Regions from separate parts of the Mus musculus genome. Here all the other regions are linked to region 1. Evidence: chromatin contacts called from public promoter capture Hi-C data. All regions are on one chromosome and are shown on one strand. The core of a region is the stretch at or near the end of the contact, and the rest is flanking DNA. Distances in the headings are between cores, read along the strand shown. Region 1 holds the start of Trim12a (tripartite motif-containing 12A). Region 2 holds the start of Olfr543 (olfactory receptor 543). Region 3 holds the start of Trim68 (tripartite motif-containing 68). Region 4 holds the start of Ilk (integrin linked kinase). Region 5 holds the start of Apbb1 (amyloid beta (A4) precursor protein-binding, family B, member 1). Region 6 holds the start of Smpd1 (sphingomyelin phosphodiesterase 1, acid lysosomal). Region 7 holds the start of Cnga4 (cyclic nucleotide gated channel alpha 4).

Region 1 (3,227 bases), core at 493-2,992:
GACAGTCTAAGAGGGGAGCACACGTCTCAGCAAATTCAGCAGTCTAGATAGTCTAAGAGGGAAGCCTGCCAGGACTACATTACACAAAGAAACATTATCTCAAGTAAATAACTTAATACTTGGCCTCAGGCAAGTAGACAAAAAATAACTAAACCAAAAGTTATCAGAAGGGAAGAGAAAGCTGATGAGAAAGACCCAAGTAAAATGTAATGAACAATCAGAGCTGTTGTTCTTTGTCTCTGTCTCTGGAGGGGAGGATAACTCAAGCAAATTCAAGAATGAAAGCACTGGCTTATGAACAGGGACAAGAACCAATTGTTGAGAAAGCAAAACCCACAAAATCAACCTTGACAGGATGTCTTCTGGGCACCTAGATCAGCTTGAGCAAAGCCATGATATCCCTAATCACACATCTCTCTCTCAAACTTTTTTTTTTTAATTTGACATTTTAAACATCAAACAAAAATTTAATTTTCATTCTTTAAAGGTAGAAAGAGGCTGTTGCAGTCATGTGCTCCTGACACTACAGAGACTTGGAAGTGGGGCTGTCGGAAGAGCTGAAGACCAGTCTGGGCAACATAAAACATATCCTCTCTCCAAGAAACCTTACAAAAGTTGGCACTTTGGGGGAAATCTTCAGATGTGTCACTGGAGCATGCTCATAGTAGTTTTCCCATCTTCAAACACCCCTTCCCCTCTGCGTGGGAACTGAACCCAAAGATTGAAAAGTACCCTATCACTGAACTAAGTCACAGATGTCTTTTAAAAAAATATTCTATGAATGAGTCTTATTGAGTTGCTGATGATGGCCATCAATTTATAATCCTTCTGCTCCTGTGTATCTGGAATCTCAAGCTGGGCTGAAGTTTATATTGGTATGGAGAAAATATCTGAAGGAGAAGGAAATAGCTGAAGTTATTCCCGGGCTTGGGACTGTCAAACAGGGTCGATGACTAAATAACAGGCTCTCAGTCTTTGTTACTAAACTGAGAGAAACTCTGGTTCTCTTAGAGGAGTATTTTGCAACTTTCCTAATGCTGCAACTCTTTAGAAAACTTTCTCGTGTTGTATTGACCGCAACCATAAAACTGTGGTCTTTGCTTCCTCTTAACTATATTTTTCTACAGTTTTGAATCATAATATGAATGTATGACATGCGAGATATCTAAAGTGAAACTCCCGTGAAAAGGTCATTCAAACGGGTCTGATCCGGTAAAGAACCACAGCCCTAGAGTATGCGGAAGTACCACTTTATCACACAAAAACGCAGTAAAAAGCAGAGGCTCTGATCCAGCTTTGCTGCCTGGAAAAAGAATGACTGTCATAGACAACAAAGTTCTGGATCTCGTCGACAAGGTACGATTCAAAATTACAGATTGTGAATCGGAAGGGGGAGACTAAATCTGGACAACAGGCATCTTTAAAGTAGTTTTTTGTTGTTGTTGTTGTTGAGGAGGCACCTCCCTCAAGCTCCCCCATTTGCATTTTCAGCCAGAGGCCGGCAGCCCGTCCCCCTTTCCCTCCCCCGCTTTTACAGGATAAACTCACCCAAACAAAAGCAATGTTCTCCTTTCAAAGTCTTCAAAAATCTGCCCCCTAAAATTGCTCAGCCCTTTATCAGACGCCAGAAAGTTGTAAACCAGGGAGAATTAACTCACCAATCCAGAACTTCAAGGTATTTCCGGCTAAAATCTAGAGAAAGGAAAGTTTGAGCTCTGGAAATGAAACAGAAACCACAACTCTACAGACCAATGAGATGCCTTTGCATAAGCCTGCAGAACCCCACTGACTGAGGAAGTTACCCTCATATCAGCATTGGCTGGCTCTGGAAACTGGGGAGGAGTTATGTGCAGAGCCAGGCAGAAACACCTCACCACCCTCACAGCAGAGAGTAATGAGCTGTAGAGGGCTCACCAGCTGCCCCATGGTCTCCTCCAGATTATGTATTATGTGGCTGAACGAACAGACTTAGTCCTTTTCCAGTGCTGATATGATCCACCCATTCATTTCCTCCCTTTTAGGAGTCCCTCACCAGAATGTCTTGGAGGTTCCTATTTGGCTTAGAGGTGTATTGAACACCTATATAGTGACTCAGCACTAACGGATTAGAAGGGGGAAATCTGTAGAGCTGGGAATGAGGTTCTGTTGACATAGTGCTTGCCTATCAAGCATGAAGCACTGGGATGGTCCTCAGAAGTGTACAAAACCAGCTGTGGTGGCCCCTGTGGTCTATCTTCTTTACTCTTCTACTGCTCTGATAAATACCATGACTAGGACAAGTTACAAGTAGAGTGTTTAATTTGGCACTCACAGTTCCTATGGGTTAGAGTTCATGACCACCACAGTGGAGAGCCTGATAACAGGCAGGGAGACATGGTGCTGGAGCAGAAAGTGAGAAGTCACAACTGGAGACACAATCTTGACAGAAACCTGAGGCAGAGAGAGAATGGTGTTGGTGGTCAGAATCTATTGAATCTTGAAAGCTTACACCCATGCCATACCTTCTTCAAGAATGCCACACTCCTAATCTTTCCTGAACAGTGTCCTGATAGCTGAGAACCAAGTATTCAAAAGATCTTAGGCTTTGGGGCCATTGTTATTCAAACCGGCACAGGATGCCACTGCCTTGCAGCTGGCTGCATGAGGATCAGGAGGTCAAAGCCATCCTCAGCCATGGTGACTGACATCAGCATGGCATGGGAAACACCTGAAGCTTTCCAAAGAGAAAAGGAAGGGAGAAAGAAAGAGAAGAATAAATAAATAAATCACAAATTAATTAAAGAAAGTCAGTTGTGTGAGTGAATGTTGGAGAAGCCACCATCACCTGTCTCATCCCCTTTCCTGTTTGCCTCTCTAATTATTTCCCTACAGTCTCTGTCTTCTGAAATATGGAATGATGAGTGACAGCAGACATAACTCTGTAGTTTGAATTTATTTCACATACTTACAACTGTCTTATACTCTTCTTCCTTTCTGATAGCCTGACCCTAAATGAGCTCTAGCTCCCTTAGCCTCCCCGGTGCTGGGATCATGAACTTTTGCTGTTGTTGTTCAGTTTTGCTTTTGACTTCAGTGATTGAACCACGGTCCTTGTGGATGCTGGGCTAGTGCTCTATCCATAGCTATACACTTACCTAAATTTCATATCTTGATGAGGTCATAAGTCTCACTGTTGTTCTTGCTGTGGACACAATTGCTTACAAATAATGCTTTGATGTTCCCATTCC
Region 2 (3,227 bases), core at 475-2,974, 1.8 Mb before region 1:
AGCAATAGAAATTAAATGACGACTGTCAGATCAGAACCCAGAGAAGATCTGGCCTGACCATCCTTTACACTGAGGCTCCTGGGTATGACTTGACCTATTTGTGTGGTGTAAATGACATCCGGGGTTGTCGGGGTCTGTATGCTTGTGTTAAATTAGGAATCTCAGGCAAGGACTTTCCCTCATGTTCAGGACTAATAGGACTCTAGGATTAGCCCCAGGGTCACATGAAAATTCATGTCAAGTCTTAGGCTATATATGAGAGAGAGAGAGAGAGAGAGAGAGAAAGAGAGAGAGAGAGAGAGAGCTCTAAGGGAGGACCTGGACTTCATTTGCTTCAAACAGGGGAACAGGGGTTCAGGGCACATAATGAACTGTTTGACTTGCTCTGTATCTCCTAGTGAAGCTGTAGCTATCTTCAAATAGAATGAGCTTTTTTTTTTTTTTTAAGAGTTGGAAAGAAGACAAAATGACTTAGAAGGATAAATAAAAGCAGTTCTATTGTTGGGAGTGGTGGTGGTGTAAGTAGCAGAATGTTCTAAGAATTCAACAAGTCATAGCAGCAACAAGAGGATGCCATTGAACCGTACCGTGCTCAGGACCCACCCAGCCTGTTAGTACAGACCGTCCACTTCTTGTTCTCAGAGGGCGCAGCCCCAGCTTCTCAAGTTAAAAACCCCCTCTTACCCTGGCAAGTCCCTCTCCCCTCTCACATTCTGTGACTTCTCTCTGCTGTCTTGGGGTGACTGCATTCCACAGAGCATTTTCTCTATGTGTTGCCGGATCTCCTTAGTTCTCACCCCATAAATGAGAGGATTCAAGGCTCCTGGGAGCAGCAGGTATATGGCACTGAGTAGGTTCTGGACATCTTGAGACACAGTCTTGGCCACTCGAAAGACAATGGAAGTGGAAAGACCAGAAAGGTAGATGGTGAGGATGACCAGTAAGTGGGAGCCACAAGTGTGCAAGGCCTTGGCTCGGGCTCCTCCAGAAGAGATCCGGAAGGCTGCATAGATGATACGGGTATAGGAGGTTCCCAATAAGGCCAGATCAAAAGTCACAGTGACCAAACGCATAGCCAATCCCAAGCGGTTGTTGAAGGTCAGGTCTCCACAAGCGATGCTCAACAGTGCGATGTACTCGCAGGTGAAGTGTCTTATGACGGATGTCTTGCAGAATTGAGCTTTTGCAGTTAGTACCACTAGGGGCACTGCCACTCCTAGGCTCCGCGTTATCGCAAAAGTGGCCATCAGGCCCAGTAAGTGTGAGGTCATCAGGTCAGTATAGCGGAGTGGGTGGCAAATGGCCACATAGCGATCTAGAGCCATGGCCAGCAGGAGATTGTAGTCCAGAAGGAGCGTAAAGTAGATAAAGAACATTTGTGTGAGGCAGCCGCGGAGTGAGATGGGATTTGCATAATGCACAAAGCCTTCAAGCATTTTAGGCCTCACGGCTGTGGAGGCACAGATGTTGACAGCCAAGAGCAGAGCAATGAGCACGTACATGGGCTGGTGCAGACTCCTCTGGGCCACCACTGTATGAATGACTAAGGCATTGGCAGAAACGATGGACACATAGAGAAAGGTAAGAGGCAGGACCAGAAGGGGTCGCCCTTCCTGCAATCCAGGGAAGCCCACCAAGAGGAAGCTGCTGTAGGAAAGGTTGAAGATACTGGTATTTCCATCCTCACCCATTGACTTTGGTCCTGGGCTGGCACCAGGAGAGAAGATCAGGGGCTGTTAGAACAAAATGGTTATTTTAGGAGCCTGAGGCTCACATGATGGGAATCTACCTGGGGTGTGTGTGTTTGGGGAGCTCACAGATGAATAAGACATTTCTTGTTCTCAGGGAGCTCCTGTACAAGATATTTATTTTGGTATGTTATATGTGCATTCTTGTTGAGTTAAACAAGAGGTGTTTTCTTATTAATAAAACACAAAATTAAATGTAGTATATGAGAGGGGGAAAATGATGTTCGGAGATAAAACAAGGAAAGAAAAAAACAACTTTGGTTAGAAAGTATATAAAGAATCTTTGTCCCAAGGAGACTGGGAAGGACCCAAGTCAAAGTGGGGAGAAAGAAGCCAGCCAAGATCGGTGTGGTCTCACCTCTGTGCTCAATGTACACTGGCTAGGACAGAGGAAAGCAGCTGAGAAAACTGGGTTTCTTGGTTCAAAAGCACTAGGCTGCAGAGTCTGGTCCCTTTCTTAGCCCCTGTAGTCTGGCTGCAGCACCTGCCTGGCCTTGTCCTTGAGGCTTACTTTCCTTTACCAGTGTGAGTCCAGGGAGAGTCGGGAGTTCACCAGAGCTCCAAGCACAGAGCCACACAGACAGATAGATACACAAGCTTCCCTGAGGCTCTGCTTTGCTTGGGGGTAGATGGATGAGAAGCAGGAGGAGGCTGTACATGTAGGTTGGGCTTATTTGATAGTGATTGTATATCAGGAAATGTTCCAGATGTGTTCAAAAGTTAGCTGAGACTGGACTGGAGGCGTGGCTCAGTGGCTAAGAGCACTTAGTGTTCTTGCAGAGGATCCAGGTTCAATTCCCAGTACCCACATGATGGCTCACAACTGCTTGTAACGCCAACTCCGAGGGGTACAGGGCTCTCTTCTGAGCTCTGCAGGCCCCAAGTACACACAAAATACACAGGCATGCATGCGAGCAAGACACTCATACACATAACTAAATCTAGAATTAAAAAAAAAAAAGTCTTTTTTTTTTTTCTTCGAGGCAGGGTTTCACTGAATAGCTCTGGCTGTCCTGGAACTCACTCTGTAGACCAGGCTGGCCTTGAACTTAGAAATCTGCCTTGAACTCTGTCTTCCAAGTGCTGGGATTAAAGGCATGCGCCACCACTGCCCAGCCTCCCCCCCCCCCCATCTTCATTTTTATTAATGTTGTGTTATATGCCTTTAGATCCAGATCTCTGTGTGTTTAGACTAGCCTGTAGATAGTGAGTTACAGGTCAGCCAAGGCTACATAATGAGGCCCTGTCTAAAAATAAAATGAAATAAAAAAAAAGTAATTTTACTAAGAAGGAAACCAAGACATGGAGGGGCTAAAGTCTAGTTCAAAGTCACACAGCTCATAAATAACTGAGCTGGGCTCGCATCTGGGTAGTCACTACAGAGTGCTCTTTTCTCACGAGTTTAGGGTTTGCACCTTGTTGTGGTTTGCCTGGGTCTTGCTGGGTTTTAGAATCTGAGCTATGGCCAGGCATCCTCAG
Region 3 (3,227 bases), core at 448-2,947, 1.6 Mb before region 1:
TGATTGATTGGCCCAGGTTTCCAATATTCTACTTCGGGAAAATCACCCATCTTCCCCAGCTTCAGGGTAGAGGACAAATTCAAAAGCAGAGAGGAAGAAACCACTGTGTTGAGTCTGGCAGAAGGGCGTTTTGTAGGAACGAGAGCAGAAGCCTGTAGGACTGAGATCAGGTCGTCCTCAGGTTGTTACTCCTTCTTGCTGTTTCCCCTGCTTTCTGTCTCTCTGCTTCCACCGTCTCCACCCAGCCATGAGATCCAGAATCCTAAGATCCAGTTGTGCACTAACGAATACTGAACTCAAAGGCCCATGTACGCTCCAGCGGAGGGATCATGGAGTAAGCATCCTCCTTTCACCCCCTCACCCCCTCGACTGTTCTGAAATGCTGGGGATTTAACAAGAATCTCAAGCATGCTAGGCAGATGCCTAAGTCTTCTTACTCTCCCAACTGCACCCGTGGCAGCCATATTCTCCTCAGTGCTATGTGCAGTGCTTGGACCCGGGGTCTGTTCATTTTACCCTATTTGGAATCACACTCTTCCAACTGAGACTGTTTCCACGATCTCACTGTTGATATCATTTACCAGAGTCTGTGGGTTTCTTAATTCACACACTAGAAATTTACTATTCATATTTTCTGTTTTTCTTACAATATCCTAATGTCGTGGTACGTTTAATACAGAGTTATCTTCAGTTTTGCTCAGTGTATTCTTGATGCCAACAACAGTGTCTCAATACTTGTTAAATGCATGAGAATTCAATGTAAATGTTTAGGCATAGCTGATAGTAGAGGTGTTAATATCTTCATCTAAGGCAGTGTGCATGTGTCCACCTGTTCATGCTTTGGTGTCAAAAGCACTACTTAAAGCTACAGAAAACCAAAAAAACCCCCAAACAACAACAACAACAACAACAACAACAACAACAACAACAACAACAACAACCAGACAAAACAGCAGATGAAAATTTGGAAGACACTGGCAGTAGGAAAGCGAGGCAAAGAAAGATAGAAATGATAAATCAAGATAAATCACAAAAATGTAGTGGAAGCATGTTAGTTCTATACATTGCCTCAAAAAATGTAAACATGGGAAAGATGTCAAAGATCTGGAGATAAATACAGTTTTCCAATAGAGGATCTCCAATAGAGATCTTTTATCAAACATAAATACTTGGTCAAAAGTTTGACTCATTAACTGCTCAGACCTGTCCAACCTGTAGCTGAGGGCAGCTGTGAATACAGGCCAAACACAAAACTGTAAAATGTTAAGTTTCTTTATGCGATTTTGTTCTCCAGAGTGAACTTTGTAGACTACAATATCAAAAGGTTGCACCTAGCAACCAGTGCCTCCACGGTCCTCAGGGCCGCGAAGGGAGGGGGAAGAGCCTGGAAGCGGCAGAAACCAGCCTCGGGTCTGGAAGCAGTGGCGGTCCGTGCCTTCCTGACCTTCGGGCACTAGGCAGTTCCCCAGGGCGGTGGGATTGGGAACAGGGGAGGGTAAAGAGGGCAGGACCTGTGTTGTCCTCCAAAGAGGTCTGCTGTCGCCTCCTTCTCTAAGCAGCTGTGGAGGCGCGGGGCTCCAGCGGTCCAATCCGCAGCGTAGGAAGCAGCGGGGCGCTCGCCCGCCGCCGGAAGCCGCGATAGCAGCGGGGGCGAGGGACCCAAGGCAAGAGCCGCGCCCGGAGCTGCAGGACCCACCCACTGCGCCGGAACCGACGAATCACTTCTGCACTCAGAGTGGCCTGATTGGCTGTTCGCTTGCCACGTTTCCTGGTTGAATTCAGCTACCTAGCGTGGGTGCGCAGCCGGGCTTCCTTAAGTGGCACCTTTACGCATTGGAATCCGCAGTTCCCTGGAACACGAGCTGCAAGTGGCTGCTCCAGGTTTCAGACAATTAAGCAAAAGTTTTAATAAATGCTTCTGTTTTTCCTGGCTAACTCTTGACACTTACATACTTTTGGTAGCTCCTCATTGCAACAAACTAGTTTCAGAGTTAGAAAACATATTAAATTACGAAGTCCTGATCATAAGCTGCCAGTAAAAAAATCTTTTTAAAGCAGTGTGTAAGCTTTCCTCTCGTCCAACCGCAGAGACACACAAGACCAAGCGTGTTAAATCATAGACCTGGATTTTTCTTTGTAGTTCTTTGGTTCTTTTTCGGATACTGGGACTTTTACTGAGTAAGCAAGAGAAGACACTCAGTGACATATGGGAAGTAACGAAAAAAATTCCAGATGAATCCAGCTTCCAGTGATATGTTTATCGTTGGGACCCATGCTCTTTGAATTCCATGACAATGTCAGAGCTGAGGACATGGTTGACATTCTTCAGGGTGACACCCAGAAAATTATTGAAAATAGACAGGACCAGCACTGTAGGGGGAGAGGGAGGAACTGAGATTTGAACTGAGCCTCTGCTTCTTGGTAGAGACAAATGACTGACCTTATGTCACAGTGAACAGATGGATTCAAAGAAGACATTTAAAAAATACTAATTGAGCATGCATACAAAGAGACCTGGATTGCAAGACTGGGTCATACATTCTCTGCCTTAAAGTCAACCAAGTTCAAGGGAATTGAAATCAAAAGGGGACATCTTTTTCATTTGTAATTGAATGTGTTTGTAACTATGACTGACTCTCAAAGGCCCTGAGAATAGGACACCATAGAGTGACTGGGGGAAGAGGCTCTTGCTTATGAGGAGCACTTTGGACTTAAAAGTTTTGAAGACACGATCAAGTAACCTCATTGGCTGATGAACTTATACAGAATAAAAATAAGAACAGGAGAAGACTGGCTTCCAGGAAGCTAGGAGAAGGGTCTCTAAGCCCATCCCTACAGTGACACACTTCTTCCAACAAGGCCACACCTACTATTGTTAGACCCCGAAACTGGGGAGACTTCCGCTCAAGTCCCGGGATGAGCTGGCCAGCACTCCAATAACTCGAGAGAAAACCACACCTGATGCAAAACTGCAAGAGGCTTTATTGTCAGCTGAGGATGAGCTCCCTATCGGTAACAGTAGGGGGCTTTTAGAGGAAAAACGTGAGGAATTGGGAGGAGTTGGGAGGATGAGTTGGCTACAGCTCATCTCTGGCGGGTGTCCTTGGTAAAATTACAAGGCATGAGGAGTGGGGAGTGAGTTGTAGCTCTTCTTTGTGGAGTCTATCTCCGTGTCCTTGGCACAGGGAGCCAGGCAAGTACCTGGCTAGGTCTTTTTACAATTATCA
Region 4 (3,227 bases), core at 531-3,030, 1.4 Mb after region 1:
ATTTTCTTCTTATTTCTTTCCCCTCAGAGTCACTGATGGATGGCGCCTGTTTCTGACATTTCCCTTTTCTTTTCTTCCCTACTTCCTTTGAGACGCTGGCAAGTGAGGGCCTTTGGAGGTGTCTCTTCTTCCTTCCTACCTCCTCCTCCTCCTCAGAGTCACTGCCAGGTAGGCTGGGGGTTTGTTGGGAGAGAGATGCTGCTTCCAGAGCCCGTAATGTGGCCAAGAGATGGCGGCGCTTGCGTCCCTGGAGGCAAACAAGGGATGAGAGTGTGTGTGAGAATGGACGAGGCCTGGAGACTAAGAAAGGAGAGATGGGCTTCAGCTACTGGTCGTTCTTCCCATCCAAAGTTAACAAGTTTGCTGTGAAGTCAGCCAAGCCCAGAACATTCAGGCTGCAATCCCACCCTCTGGGAAACTGGAGGGCAGAAAGTGTTCCCATCCTACTTTTCTAAGCGTGTAAAGGATTGCCTGTTGATTTCCTTAGAGGAATGTGATAAGCACACAAACAACAGGACCAAGGCAAGACAGCAGCCATCTTTGCCTCCCACTGACAGCATTCTAGGAGCAGCAGAGGGTTTTTTGTTTGTTTGTTTTTTTTGTTTTGAAACAGGAAGGGCAGTGTCACACATGTCTATTAAAAATGTTCCTAACTGGCCAGCAGTGGTGGTACACACCTTTAATCCCAGCACTTGGGAGGCAGAGGCAAGCGGATTTCTGAGTTCGAGGCCAGACTGGTCTACAGAGTGAGTTCCAGGACAGCCAGGGCTACACAGAGAAACCCTGTCTCGAAAAAAAAAAAAAAAAAAAAAAAAGTTCCTAACTGCAGTAGAGAGAAGCTGCACACAGACAAGCAGAAATGGACTACAGAAATGAGCAGAACATCCTGGGCTAACTGAAGGTCAGGAACACCCCAAGGGGATACTGAAACCCTCATATCTGATGAGGTTCAAAGGAAAAGGCCTGCTTTCCGTGAAGCTGATTTGGGGTTCAAGTCCTGCTGCTTGTCCTCAGCTAGACCCTTACCTTGAGCCTCTTTTGAATAGTAATTCTGATAACCTCCCAGTCACTTGCCTTTACTCTAATATACTTTCTACACTGCCACTAAAAATCCTCTAAAAATCCTTTCAAGACTACGGATTCAGCTCAGTAATAAATGCTTATCTACCACGCTGAAGCCCTGGAATCGATCCTCAGTATATAAAGTGATGCCAGGTGAGAGAAAACTTGGAGAAGCCACTCCACTGCTAAAACAACTCTACTGATTTCTACCCTTAGTGTACAAAAAACTTAAACTTTTCAAGCTCTGCGCTCCACGCTCCACGCTCCGAATCCCGCATTCCTATTTGGACTATCCGGATCTTCAGATCATAACTAACTCCCTCACCACCCCGATCCACGATAGCATTCAGGCTCTCCCTCTAACCAATACGACCCCCGGAGGGTAGGCTTCACCTCCTTCAAACAGCCCAGTGCAGGGCCGCTCACCTTGACTGGCGGGGCAGTCGCCGGCCTAACCTGTGCTGTCGCGGCCCCTAGGCCCACGATGGCTGGGGCCGCCTCCACCCATTCGGGCTCTTCGAACATACCACCCGTAGCCCGCAGGGCCGGAGGAGCCTACGCTCTGGCCCACGTGCAGCGCGCGTCAGGGAATCCTAGGGCTGGAGTCGGACCAAACCGGGCCGGAAGCCACCGAGTGAAATTCTGTGGTAGCTAGAGCGGCCTTCGCGGAGCAGAGCACCATAGAGCGTAGCCGCTGGCGAGCTAGAGAGGCAGTAGGAGGTCGGAAGGGAGGGACCGCGGCCCGCGCTGGCCCGAGCTGGCCGGGGCGGGCCGGGGCGGGGCCGGGCGGCGGGCGCGGCCGGACGGGAGTTCCCCCGGAGAAGGCGCCTGCGGCCCGAGTCCCGGTGAGTGTGGGTAGCTCCGCGCCCTACCCCACGCTGTCTTGCAAACCCGTCTCTGCGATCTCTGCAGCAGTTCTGAGCCGGGGCCGCCGGGCAAGGACCCCTGTCCCCTCCCCCGGGTGTTTGCAGCTTGGGTCCCTTCCCCCACCCCCAAGCCTTGCTCGAGGGCCGGGGCTCAGAGCCGGCTGACACCAACTCGGGAAACTAGCAAAGTCTACCCTACACCCCCAGACCCTCCTGCTCCTCGAGCCAAGGGGTCGTCCGCTGCCCGAAGCCCTTCATAGACAACCACTGTCCCTCTCGCGACGCTCCCCATCCCAGCACTGACACCTCTGTCCTGAGGGAACTCACACAGAGAGTCATTCTCTTGTCTCTGTTCTCCCTCAGTCCCCCGAGGCTTCCCCAGTCCCGGGGTCTCTGTGCCGGGACGCTGCTATGGACGACATTTTCACTCAGTGCCGGGAGGGCAACGCGGTGGCGGTGCGCTTGTGGCTGGACAACACAGAGAACGACCTCAATCAGGGGTGAGCTGAAGCGTTGGCGAGTGAGACGGCTACAAGTCCTCTCTCCGCTACTCGGGGTGCTCATGTCTGGCGGGGGCGGCTGACTTTGCTATCCAGTGTAAGGAGTAGTAGTAGTAAGCAAAGCCTGTTGATGGAGGAACGTCTACACAGAGGAAGCTGTCGGAGTTGGGTTTGTTTTTTTTTTTTTTTTTTTTAAACTAAGTTTCACAATCCGGTTCCCGGGAACTTTGCAGCCTCTATGAACTCATGTCAGAGGCAGACCTGAGTGCCAGAAAATTGTCTGGAATTACATGTAGCTGGAGGATGAGTTTCTGCGCCCTAGAGCGTTGGGTAGAAGTGGGAAAGGATATTAGAGGTCTAAAGTTCTGAAGCTTATGTAGTGATGAGAGTACCCATTTGTCAGGCGTCACCCTGGACGCAATTGCCTTAAAGTGATGTTTTGGATACAAGAATTGAGACAGGGTTGGGGTGAGAGCCCTAAAATCATAAGGATGAAGTAATTGAGTTGGTATGGGATGTGAAGGGGTTGTCAAAGATGACCTGGGGTTTAAAAGGAGGTTTGGGTACTTGGATACTTGGCAGTTGCTGAGGTTCCATTATGGACTGGCCACAGTTTTGGTGACACTACAGTGACTTGGAAACGCTTGGCAGGTTGTTAGTCATGCAGATTTAAAGTTCAGGAGGTCGGATTGGGAGACCAAGATGCCACAAATAGCATTTAAATGGTATCTGAAGACTCTATAATGTGGAATGTAGTACCTTAGAAGAGTAGAAAATAAAGGCAGAGGTTGAGAAGCCT
Region 5 (3,227 bases), core at 303-2,802, 1.3 Mb after region 1:
GGTGAGATCTGATGTCGAGAGGTGAGGGTGAATGTTGCTCAGACCCCACCTCACTGTGACCATAACCTGAACTGAATGGACAGATGTCATTGAGAGAGGCTGAAGGAACAACAGACATGTAAGTGAGGTATGAGGGGAACAAGAGATGTTAATTAATTCACCTTGAAATCTGTAGGTTTGGAATTCCTGTTGAACTGTTCAAAAGGATGTCAGAGGACAGTTGAGTATATATGAGTTTGCATTTCAGCAGTGGTCTGGGCCAGACAAATAAATTTGGGACTCAGCAGCTTATATATGAAATTTAAAGAGTTAGACATGCAAGAAATGGTCAAGGGAAAAGGTCAGAGTGAAAGAACGCAGCTCAGGCCAGAATAGCATCACATATGCAGAGACGAGACAAGAGAACACTTCAAAGCAATAGACAGTGCCTAGGAGGAAAACCAGGAAAAAAAATGCTTCAAGGAGACTGACACATACTCAGTGGTAATGGGCTCACAGCCGCCAAGTGTCCATTGGAGTTACAAGGAGGGCTCCAGTGACCTTGCTCAGAAGCTTCGGTGGATGTCAGAGACAGAATGGAGTGGATTTTTAAAATGAATGGGAAATTAGGGGCTCAGAATGCAACCTACAAACAGGACTCGGAAGAGGCTGGAAATAACATCTGAATTGGAGAGGGAAAACTGCTCCTAAGGAGCACTCTAGTCGCTGCTAGGCCTCTCTGTCAGGCTGAGATGGGAACCCCGCCGGTCCCAGGGCACACCCCTCGGTCGCTGAGGACAACAGAATGCAGCTTGACAGATCCCAAGCCTGGGGCTCTAGTCTGGAATCGCACGGCCTGGCTCCTACCCGGATCCAAGTCCCCTTCCCAGCATTAGACGTCCCCTCCCCCACTCTTCTATCGCCCCTCGCTCTCCCCCCCCCCCCCCCGCTCACCCCCTCCTCCCCGCCCCCGCCGGGCATCCTAGAGGATCAAGAAGCAAAGCTTTGGGGAGCGGTCGGTGTTAGGACCAAAGTGATCCTGCGGAGGGTGATTTTGCAGGCCCGCGGTAGGAAGGCGGCGAAGGGAGTTGGGTGGGGGGTAATCAGGCCTGGCTTGGAGACCTGGACTTCTGAGAAGAAGAGGCTGCAAGGGTTAAGGGCTGCTGAGGCTGGGGATCCTGCTCCCGGGGCTGGGCTGGAGACGGAGCAGCACCTACCTGCGCGGCGAGGCCCCAGGCCCAGGTGGCGAAGGTAGCTCAAGCTGCAAGGCTCCCGCAACACCGCAGCTTCTCCATCACAACATCCCCCGCCCAGGAGCGCGCAGGCCGCGAGGCCGCGCCCCGAGCGGCGGAGCCGCGCACGGGAGGGGGAGGGGCGCCATCTTGGCCGGGGCGGGGCGCGCGAGCGAGTGCGAGCCGCACTGGCTGCAGCTGCCCCAGCCGCACCCTGCAGACCCTTGACCCTCGCAAGCCCTGCGTCCCAGGCCTCCTGTCTATCCCCGCACGGCTGCACCCAACTCCCAGGACCCTGCCCAGCTCTCCCCTTCCATGCCACCGTGGACTCACCTCCGCGTCGGTCCTGCACCGACGCCGGGAGACGCGCCTAGAGCACGGAGTCTGATCCGCTAGGGAGGGGGGAAGGAGGAGGGTGGAGAGAGACACGGGTGCTGGGACCGTGGCTGCGCCTCAAGAGGCTGGCAGCCGGCTGCTCTCTGGCTCTTGTGGTAGCACTCCCTGACGTCCTGTGGATAATAATAGCGCGTATTTATTGACCGCTTACTCTGTACCAGGCTCTATGTTCAACCATTTGCTTGCATTCATCCTCAAACCAGCGCTGTGCAATTCCCACAATTGTTGTTCTCGGGATTTGAGAGGCAGGTGCTGACATTCTGAAGGGTAACACGACTTGCCCTCAGTAACAGAGTAAGTGGTTAAACTAAACCAGAACTGAGATATTTCTTACACTCTACCCGTGCCTCTGAATATAAAGCTATGACACAGCGTCCCCCACCCCGCCTCCCCCCCCCCCACTGCACTCCAGGGTAGAAATTAACTCTAGGAAAGGACCAAATGGAGAACTGAGTGGAAATTAAACAGAAATGCTGTACTTGGCTATTTTCCTGTTCACTGCAGGCCCTGGATAGACAATGAGGCAAATCTTAATGGTCAGATCCCTGACATCAAGGGCAAAGAGGGGCAGAAACCCCAAAAGCATTGTCCCCTGAGCTGTGGGCTCGGTGGGCTCTGAACATACTGAAAAACTGATTGGAGATGCATCTAAGTCTAACAGTGCCCAAATCTAAATTTGTTATTTCATCTTATGTTCATCTTCTAAAGAATTTCCCTGACGTGGAAAAGTACACACACACACACACACACACACACACATACTCTTAATGCAGGGTCACTTTATCAATCTCTGGCTTGTTCAAAGCAAGTACTCCAAAGTACTTTGAATATACTTTCATTTATCCCTGGGTAAATATGAATGTTTTAAATTTTTGTTATAGACATTTGCACTTATGTGCAAAAGTGGAGCAGTGTAACAAAACTCCCTATGTCCATCACTCATCTTGTACAGTTACTGACTTGTGGCTAAGAATCCATTGTAATCTGACAAGCACCTAGGAAATACAAACCATGTTGGATCCCAAGCCGGACATAAAGATCCCCAAAAGAATCTGGTTCAGCTGCATCCCACCTGGAAGACACGCACCTGACCTGGATCCTTGAGAAATGAGCACGTGTTACCTAGAAGGACATTCATTCATTCACTCACTCACTCTCAGCAAATAGGTGTATGGTATGACACACTGTCCTTGGTGCTAACACCCAGAAAGCAAAAGAGAGTTCCTGCTTTCATTCAGCTTACAGATTAAAAGAGGGAAGAGACACCACATAGGTAATTAAAATTATGGTGTCTTAAGGAAAAGACACGGGACACTGTGTGTGTCAGGTTATTCTGGCCCAGGAGATTTGGAAGGCTCCCACAGGAAGTAAAGTTTAAGTGTGAGGACAGGATGACATAGAGGTCACACAGAAGAGTAGAAAATTACTCAAAGTAGCAGGAGTACAGGAGGAGTGTGAAGATTGCTGTAGTTTAAAGATGGCCACCCAAACTCACGGTGAGTCGAGAGGGCCATAACCAAGGCCAGCCTGAACCCCAGAAGTCTGCCTCAACCCCTCCCACCCACCCTGGCCCCCCGGAAGTCGTGAAGGTTCAGCTTTTATGGGTGAATTTGTTCGTTC
Region 6 (3,227 bases), core at 455-2,954, 1.2 Mb after region 1:
TTCACTTTGTAGCTAAGGGTGGCCTTGAATGTCTGATTCTCTTATTTCTACCTCCCAGGTGCTGGGGTTACAGGAGTATACCCAACTCTTTCTCTATTAAAAAGGAGGAAATGAGCCGGGCAGTGGTGGCACGCCTTTAATCCCAGCACTTAGGAGGCAGAGGCTGGTGGATTTCTGAGTTCGAGGCCAGCCTGGTCTACAAAGTTAGTTCCAGGACAGCCAGGGCTATACAGAGAAACCCTGTCTTGAAAAAATAAAAATAAATAAATAAACAAAGCCAAAAGTCCCTTCTATCCTGAGAATTCTGAATTAAAGCTTTGTTAGAAGATTGGCTGGCTCCCGAACTGTGGATCCTGGGGCAAGACATAGTGAGATCCTGTCTCAAAAACAAAACAAACAAACAACAACAGATAAAATAGGATTAAAAACACTTAAGAAGACCTTTGAGAGATGAGATGTAACCCATACCTGGCACCATTATCAGTGTAAGGGCCTGTGGCTAGATAGGTCATAACCCCCATAGCGGGGCAGAGAACCTACTACTATTATTCTGCTAATAGGCACAGTATTTAAATGACTTTAGTGTACCCGTAGATCAGAGCACTTAGCAGTCCTCACCAGTGAAGCTTCTTGAAGCAGGAGAGAGTTAAACACAGACACCTACAAATGATCATCAGAGAACAAGAGACTTCGAAGTGATCCTCCCTAAATGGGGTCTATATCACACCTCTCCTTACAAGGCTAAGTGATTGAAAGTGGGACTGAAAGACTGGAAGAGCCAGAGGCAGCGGGTGACTAAAGGAAACTTTTCTGGCACGACAGGGAAGTTGCATGCAGTGAAATCGCCATGATTGTGACAGCACGCACAGGATGTTCAAGCGAGACAAAATTCCAAAGGCTCACTCCTAGCTAAGGCGTATTGGCATCGGAGAGCTCCTAGAAGAGGCAGTTTTCTTTTTAAGGATATGACGACCCCTGGTAGGTTGACCAGGCTCCAGGGCAGGTCCCACACCTAATAGTGTTGGGACCTGGGTAGAATTCCCAGCACGCAGCACGGGCGTGGCGACCTCAATACATCTATAACTCCAGTCCAGGTGGATCCTCTTCCGGCCTCCAGCAGGCACCACGCACGTGGTGCACACACATACAAAATACCCATACACATAAATAAATAATAATGCAAAATTTTAAATTAAAAGAAAGACACATTAACAAAACCTTAAGTGATTCAAGGCTGCTGTAATGGTGGCAGAGCATAGGAAATCGAGGGGAGGACCGTCCATGGCAGGTCAATCCGCTCAATGCAAGCATCGCTGCCCCAGCCCTCTCTAGTTAATCTTCTCAGTTTAATGACCAGCTGAGCCGGGCATCTATTCTAGGAATCTGAATGTTTAAAAAAAAAAAAAAAAAAAAAAAGCGGGGAGGGGGGGTGGAAGAGAGGGGCACCTGGGAGTTCCCTAAAGGGCTTCCATCAGTTCTGGGCAGAAATTATCGGGGCCGCCGCCCGCAGCCTCGCGCAGCAATGGCTCAGGGTGGTGAAGCTTGTCTCTACCGAGGTCACCTACCCACCCCAACCCCGCGGGTCCTAAGACCGCCCGGGGTGATTGGGCTGTGGCTGAAGAAGGCGGATCAGGGCGGGTTGGCGAGCCCCCTTTTGCTCCGCCCCCAAGGTTTTGACAGCCGCTCCCCCACAGTTGCTGGGCCATAAGAGGAACAGGAAGGGGAGGAGCTGTTTTGTGGCTGGCTGCTGAGCTATCAGTCAACCACAACGAAGGGTAATCAGGTGTCTCCAGCGTTACCCGGGCCCCGAGGGCCAGCCAGGGCTTCGGCCTGTGGGGCCTGGAGGGGCAAGCCAGTCCTGTCTACGAGCCTGGCAATGCCCCACCACAGAGCATCATCCGGCCAGGACCACCTCAGAGCCGGCTGGGAGCAGAGACTGGAGAGGTCCTTACCGGCACCCAGAGTGGGACTCCTTTGGATGGGGCTGGGCTTGGCGCTGGTTCTGGCTCTGTTTGACTCCACGGTTCTTTGGGTTCCTGCCAGAGCTTATCCTCTTCCTTCTGAAGGCCATTCTGTCAAATTCAGTGCCATAGCGCCGCCGCTCCAGAGTGCCTTTGGGTGGCAGAACCTCACTTGCCCCGCCTGCAAAGTCTTATTCACTGCTCTCAACCATGGGCTGAAGGTGAGTGCGTGAAGGGCTGTTGTGGAATGCTGGGGGCAGGATGAAGTGCACTGGTATGCCCGGGGGAGGGGGCAATATATTTCTGGTAGAGGGTGCTTCCTATGCATCCATGTTACCACTACCCCACTGTGACCTTTATAAAGTTAGGGAGAGTAAAGTCAGCTGGCTAATTGTGGGCTTGAAATGGTAGCACACCCTGAGCTAGAGTAGGTAGCTAGAGGCCTGGTGCTGAACTGCTGGGCAGTGTGTGGGAGATACTGATGTCTCTTTATCATGGTGACAGAGTTATCCTAGCTCCGATTTAGACATGGAAGCCTGTGGAGTGGTGGCCAGGGTTCACTTGTTCTGTCTCTGACCTAACTTCATTGGTTCCTTCCACCACAGAAGGAGCCCAATGTGGCACGGGTAGGCTCTGTGGCCATCAAGATATGCAAGATGCTGAACATAGCACCACTAGATGTGTGCCAGTCAGCCGTCCATCTCTTTGAGGACGATGTGGTGGAGGTGTGGACACGTTCAGTTCTGAGCCCATCAGAGGCTTGTGGCTTGCTTCTGGGCTCCTCTTGTGGACACTGGGACATCTTTTCGACTTGGAACATCTCTTTGCCATCAGTGCCGAAGCCACCCCCAAAGCCACCGAGCCCACCAGCCCCCGGTGCCCCTGTCAGCCGTGTCCTCTTCCTTACTGATCTACACTGGGACCATGAGTACCTGGAGGGCACAGACCCTTACTGTGCAGATCCACTTTGCTGCCGCCGGGGGTCCGGATGGCCACCCAACTCCCAGAAGGGGGCTGGGTTCTGGGGCGAGTACAGCAAGTGTGACCTGCCCTTGCGAACGCTAGAAAGCCTGTTGAAAGGACTGGGCCCTGCCGGCCCTTTTGAAATGGTGTACTGGACGGGAGATATCCCTGCCCATGATGTCTGGCAACAGTCTCGCCAAGATCAGCTGAGGGCCCTGACCACCATCACAGACCTCGTGAGGAAGTTCTTGGGCCCAGTGCCAGTGTACCCTGCTGTGGGCAACCATGAGAGCACTCCTGTCA
Region 7 (3,227 bases), core at 441-2,940, 1.1 Mb after region 1:
ACTATGGGTAGGCCTTGAGGCTTCAAAAGCCCTAGGCTTGCACTCTCTCTTCCCCCCTCGACCCCTGCCTATGGGTAAGGATATAACTCTCAACAACTACTCCTGCAACATACCTGCCATTATGGCATTACTGGCACCATGCTCCTGACCATGGACCAAACTTCTAAAACTGTAAAGAAGCCCCCAATTGAATGCTTTTTTGGTGGTGGTGGTGGTGGTGGTGGTGGTGGTGGTTAGTTGGTTTGGTTTGGTTTGGTTTGGAGTTTTAAGACAGGGTTTCTCTGTGTAACAGCCCTAGCTGTCTGGGAATTCACTCTGTAGACCAGGCTTGGCCTTGAACTCGAAAAAATGCCTCTGCCTCTGCCTCTGCCTCTGCCTCTGCCTCTGCCTCTGCCTCTGCCTCTGCCTCTGCCTCTGCCTCTGCCTCTGCCTCTGCCTCTGCCTCTGCCTCTGCCTCTGCCGTCTCCCAAGTGAGTGGAGGCATTAAACCATACCTGGCAAATCATTTATAAGAGTTGGCCTAGTGATGGAGTCTCTTCACAGCCTTAGAACAGTGGCTAACACAGTATGACAGTTAAGGTGTCAAAGTGGGATCTAGTATGCAGTTAGTCAGTCCTAAGGATGACTAAAGCTCAAGGAAGTTCATGAGAATTACTAGATAGCAAAATAATTCTGTGGGTGACCAAGATCAGCCAGAACATGTGTGGAAGATGGAAATGAAAGAGAGAGATCTAAGATTTCTAGGAAACACTAACCTAGAAGGAATGTGCGAAGACTCTTATAAAAGAGACTAAGAAATAAACAGAACACCAGGAAATGGTGACATTACAAAAGCTATGGACAAAAACATTTTGGAAACATTTCCTAGGGATATAGATATTTCTTTCAAGAAATTCCAAAAATGTAAATCTGACACTAACCCATAGCTGTATAAAACAGTTTACAGGTCTCCCATTGTCTTTGATTGTCCCCTTTTGTTCTTAAAATTAGGGGTAGGGGACAGGTTAGCAAGATGGCTCAGCAGGTAAAAGCATGAGCCTCACCACTGGAATTTGTGTACCAACTGACTCCAAAAGTTGTACTCTGATCTCCATAGGAATGACAGCAGGGACATCAGCCTAAGTGGGAGGGGGGATTATAGGAAATACGTTTGTTTTGTTATGAAAAGTTCACAAGAAAACTTGAAAGAGGTTGAGGGTCCACAAAATATGTCCAGTAGCTGTTGGCGCTGGGCATGAGAAATAGGAAAGGAACAAAAGTAGCACAGAATGAGCACATAGCCGGAAGATTGGGTGATAGGTATGTAGATAAGGATGTGGCTATGGAAAACACCTCTAAGTGAGAGGCACCCCAGTGTCCCTAGAGACTAGTTTAACACCTGACATGAAGGAGCCGCTTGGCACATAATTGTCAAATAAATAACTAGGCCCAACAGAGAACCTGCATAAAGTGAAACAGTATTCAAACCGACATTTCCAGCAGGCTTGGGGAAGGTGAAAGAAGACAGTAACAAAACTGAAGCTACCTTCCCAAGCATCTACCTCCCACCACCTCCGGGGACCTCATTAAAGGTGTTTAGCTGGGCAGGTGTAAACCAGCCTGGGTCCTGGGAGACAGGGCAGGGTGCTGGAGCTACAGTGCCTCCACCCACTCCATCCCTGCTAGCTCTAGTTGTGTTGCTAGGAGCTTCAAAGACAGAAAGACGCAGCTGGAGCCCCAGGGCAGCTTCTTCCAGGAAGCCAGGCACTTTCTCAAGCCACCTCTAATTGGCGAAGTCCTGGATATCCTACAGGCTAGGACCACACTACAGAAACATGAGCCAGGACAGCAAAGTGAAGACAACAGAGTCCACGCCCCCAGCCCCAACCAAAGCCAGGTGAGAGAAGTCTGGTCCTCTGTGTGGGGTCTAATCACCTCACTCCCTGGGGCTTCCTTCTTCTTGGTGTCCTGGTTATAACCCAAGCACTGAATGCCTGGTGGATAAATGAGAGGAGTCTCTTTTTCCCTACAGGAAGTGGCTGCCAGTCCTAGACCCATCTGGGGATTATTACTACTGGTGGCTGAACACGATGGTCTTCCCAATCATGTATAATCTCATCATCGTTGTATGCAGGTTTGGCAGGGGTGCTAAATGAGGGTCCTTAAGAGAAGGGCAGGCCTAGAGGGTGAGGCCTAACAAAGAGGTGTCTTCCCTGGAAGGACTCAGGGTAGAGGACTGAGGGACCTGTCCTGACAAACCAATGACACATAGTTGGTACCTTTAAGCAAATCCCCTCTGCCCCTACCCTGCAGGGCCTGCTTTCCTGACTTGCAACACAGTTACCTGGTGGCCTGGTTTGTGCTGGACTACACGAGTGACCTGCTGTACCTACTAGATATTGGGGTACGCTTCCACACAGGTCAGTGATTCCCCGGGACTAACCTCTCCCCAGGAAAGTGTTAAGAAAGTAGCCACCTCTAGGGCTGCACAGTCATGTGTCACTGTGTTTGAGTGCTCACCCAAAAACCTGCCTTCATCTTGCCTTCATGTCTGACCTTGGCATACCCAGCCTGCAGCTGACCTACCCATAGTTGACCCTAGCCTATCTCCCTCTTTGCTCCTAGGATTCCTAGAACAGGGCATCCTGGTGGTAGACAAAAGCATGATCGCCAGTCGCTATGTACGCACCTGGAGCTTCCTGTTGGACCTGGCTTCCCTGGTCCCCACAGATGCAGCCTACGTGCAGCTAGGCCCCCACATCCCTACACTCCGGCTAAACCGCTTTCTCCGAGTGCCTCGCCTCTTTGAGGCTTTCGACCGTACAGAGACCCGCACAGCTTACCCAAATGCCTTCCGCATAGCCAAGCTGATGATCTACATTTTTGTCGTCATCCATTGGAACAGCTGCTTATACTTCGCCCTGTCCAGGTACCTGGGCTTCGGACGGGATGCATGGGTATACCCAGACCCTGCGCAGCCTGGCTTTGAGCGCTTGCGGCGCCAGTATCTCTACAGCTTCTACTTCTCCACTCTGATCCTGACCACTGTGGGTGACACACCGCTGCCAGCCCGAGAGGAAGAGTACCTCTTCATGGTGGGTGACTTCCTGCTGGCCGTCATGGGTTTCGCCACCATCATGGGTAGCATGAGCTCTGTCATTTACAACATGAACACGGCAGATGCAGCCTTCTACCCAGACCATGCTCTGGTAAAGAAATACATGAAGCTACAGCACGTCAACCGAAGG

Evidence for each region. Promoter capture Hi-C pulls out the DNA fragments that hold promoters and counts their contacts.
Region 2: a promoter capture Hi-C map of embryonic stem cells shows a contact between it and region 1, with 4 times the contacts expected there. The contact joins the promoter of Olfr543 here to the promoter of Trim12a in region 1. A contact is called at or near these places in 1 of 39 promoter capture datasets (embryonic stem cells) and 1 of 115 datasets of contacts at active chromatin or transcription factors (large pre-B cells).
Region 3: a contact with region 1 is called in a promoter capture Hi-C map of pre-B cells, with 16 times the contacts expected there. The contact joins the promoter of Trim68 here to the promoter of Trim12a in region 1. A contact is called at or near these places in 3 of 39 promoter capture datasets (hippocampal neurons, liver and pre-B cells).
Region 4: a contact with region 1 is called in a promoter capture Hi-C map of liver, with 8 times the contacts expected there. The contact joins the promoter of Ilk here to the promoter of Trim12a in region 1. A contact is called at or near these places in 2 of 39 promoter capture datasets (liver and pre-B cells), 1 of 484 Hi-C or Micro-C datasets (B cells) and 2 of 9 other capture datasets (adipose tissue and liver).
Region 5: a contact with region 1 is called in a promoter capture Hi-C map of pre-B cells, with 6 times the contacts expected there. The contact joins the promoter of Apbb1 here to the promoter of Trim12a in region 1. A contact is called at or near these places in 2 of 39 promoter capture datasets (liver and pre-B cells).
Region 6: a contact with region 1 is called in a promoter capture Hi-C map of pre-B cells, with 7 times the contacts expected there. The contact joins the promoter of Smpd1 here to the promoter of Trim12a in region 1. A contact is called at or near these places in 2 of 39 promoter capture datasets (liver and pre-B cells).
Region 7: a promoter capture Hi-C map of pre-B cells shows a contact between it and region 1, with 14 times the contacts expected there. The contact joins the promoter of Cnga4 here to the promoter of Trim12a in region 1. A contact is called at or near these places in 4 of 39 promoter capture datasets (liver, neutrophils and pre-B cells).

What each region holds. Positions count from the first base shown.
Region 1 is chr7:104,313,753-104,316,979 of GRCm38.p6, forward strand. It overlaps Trim12a (tripartite motif-containing 12A), which reads right to left and starts at 1,743. Exons shown (of 8, transcript NM_023835.2): 1 at 1,659-1,743. Gm15133 (predicted gene 15133) reads left to right here and starts at 1,279. Exons shown (of 7, transcript NR_040749.1): 1 at 1,279-1,356.
Region 2 is chr7:102,476,178-102,479,404 of GRCm38.p6, forward strand. Olfr543 (olfactory receptor 543) reads right to left here and starts at 1,725. Exons shown (of 1, transcript NM_001011782.2): 1 at 596-1,725. The coding sequence starts at 1,691. The coding sequence ends at 681.
Region 3 is chr7:102,685,630-102,688,856 of GRCm38.p6, forward strand. It overlaps Trim68 (tripartite motif-containing 68), which reads right to left and starts at 1,698. Exons shown (of 7, transcript NM_198012.4): 1 at 1,512-1,698.
Region 4 is chr7:105,734,810-105,738,036 of GRCm38.p6, forward strand. It overlaps Ilk (integrin linked kinase), which reads left to right and starts at 1,781. Exons shown (of 13, transcript NM_001161724.1): 1 at 1,781-1,907; 2 at 2,292-2,428. The coding sequence starts at 2,340. Rrp8 (ribosomal RNA processing 8, methyltransferase, homolog (yeast)) reads right to left here and starts at 1,775. Exons shown (of 7, transcript NM_025897.2): 1 at 1,489-1,775; 2 at 1-247. The coding sequence starts at 1,587.
Region 5 is chr7:105,579,939-105,583,165 of GRCm38.p6, forward strand. Apbb1 (amyloid beta (A4) precursor protein-binding, family B, member 1) reads right to left here and starts at 1,553. Exons shown (of 15, transcript NM_001253885.1): 1 at 1,197-1,553.
Region 6 is chr7:105,552,656-105,555,882 of GRCm38.p6, forward strand. Smpd1 (sphingomyelin phosphodiesterase 1, acid lysosomal) reads left to right here and starts at 1,705. Exons shown (of 6, transcript NM_011421.2): 1 at 1,705-2,182; 2 at 2,567-3,227. The coding sequence starts at 1,877. Gm39063 (a long non-coding RNA gene) reads right to left here and starts at 1,706. Exons shown (of 3, transcript XR_869857.2): 1 at 1,447-1,706.
Region 7 is chr7:105,402,878-105,406,104 of GRCm38.p6, forward strand. Cnga4 (cyclic nucleotide gated channel alpha 4) reads left to right here and starts at 1,691. Exons shown (of 6, transcript NM_001033317.3): 1 at 1,691-1,876; 2 at 2,012-2,113; 3 at 2,293-2,399; 4 at 2,605-3,227. The coding sequence starts at 1,815.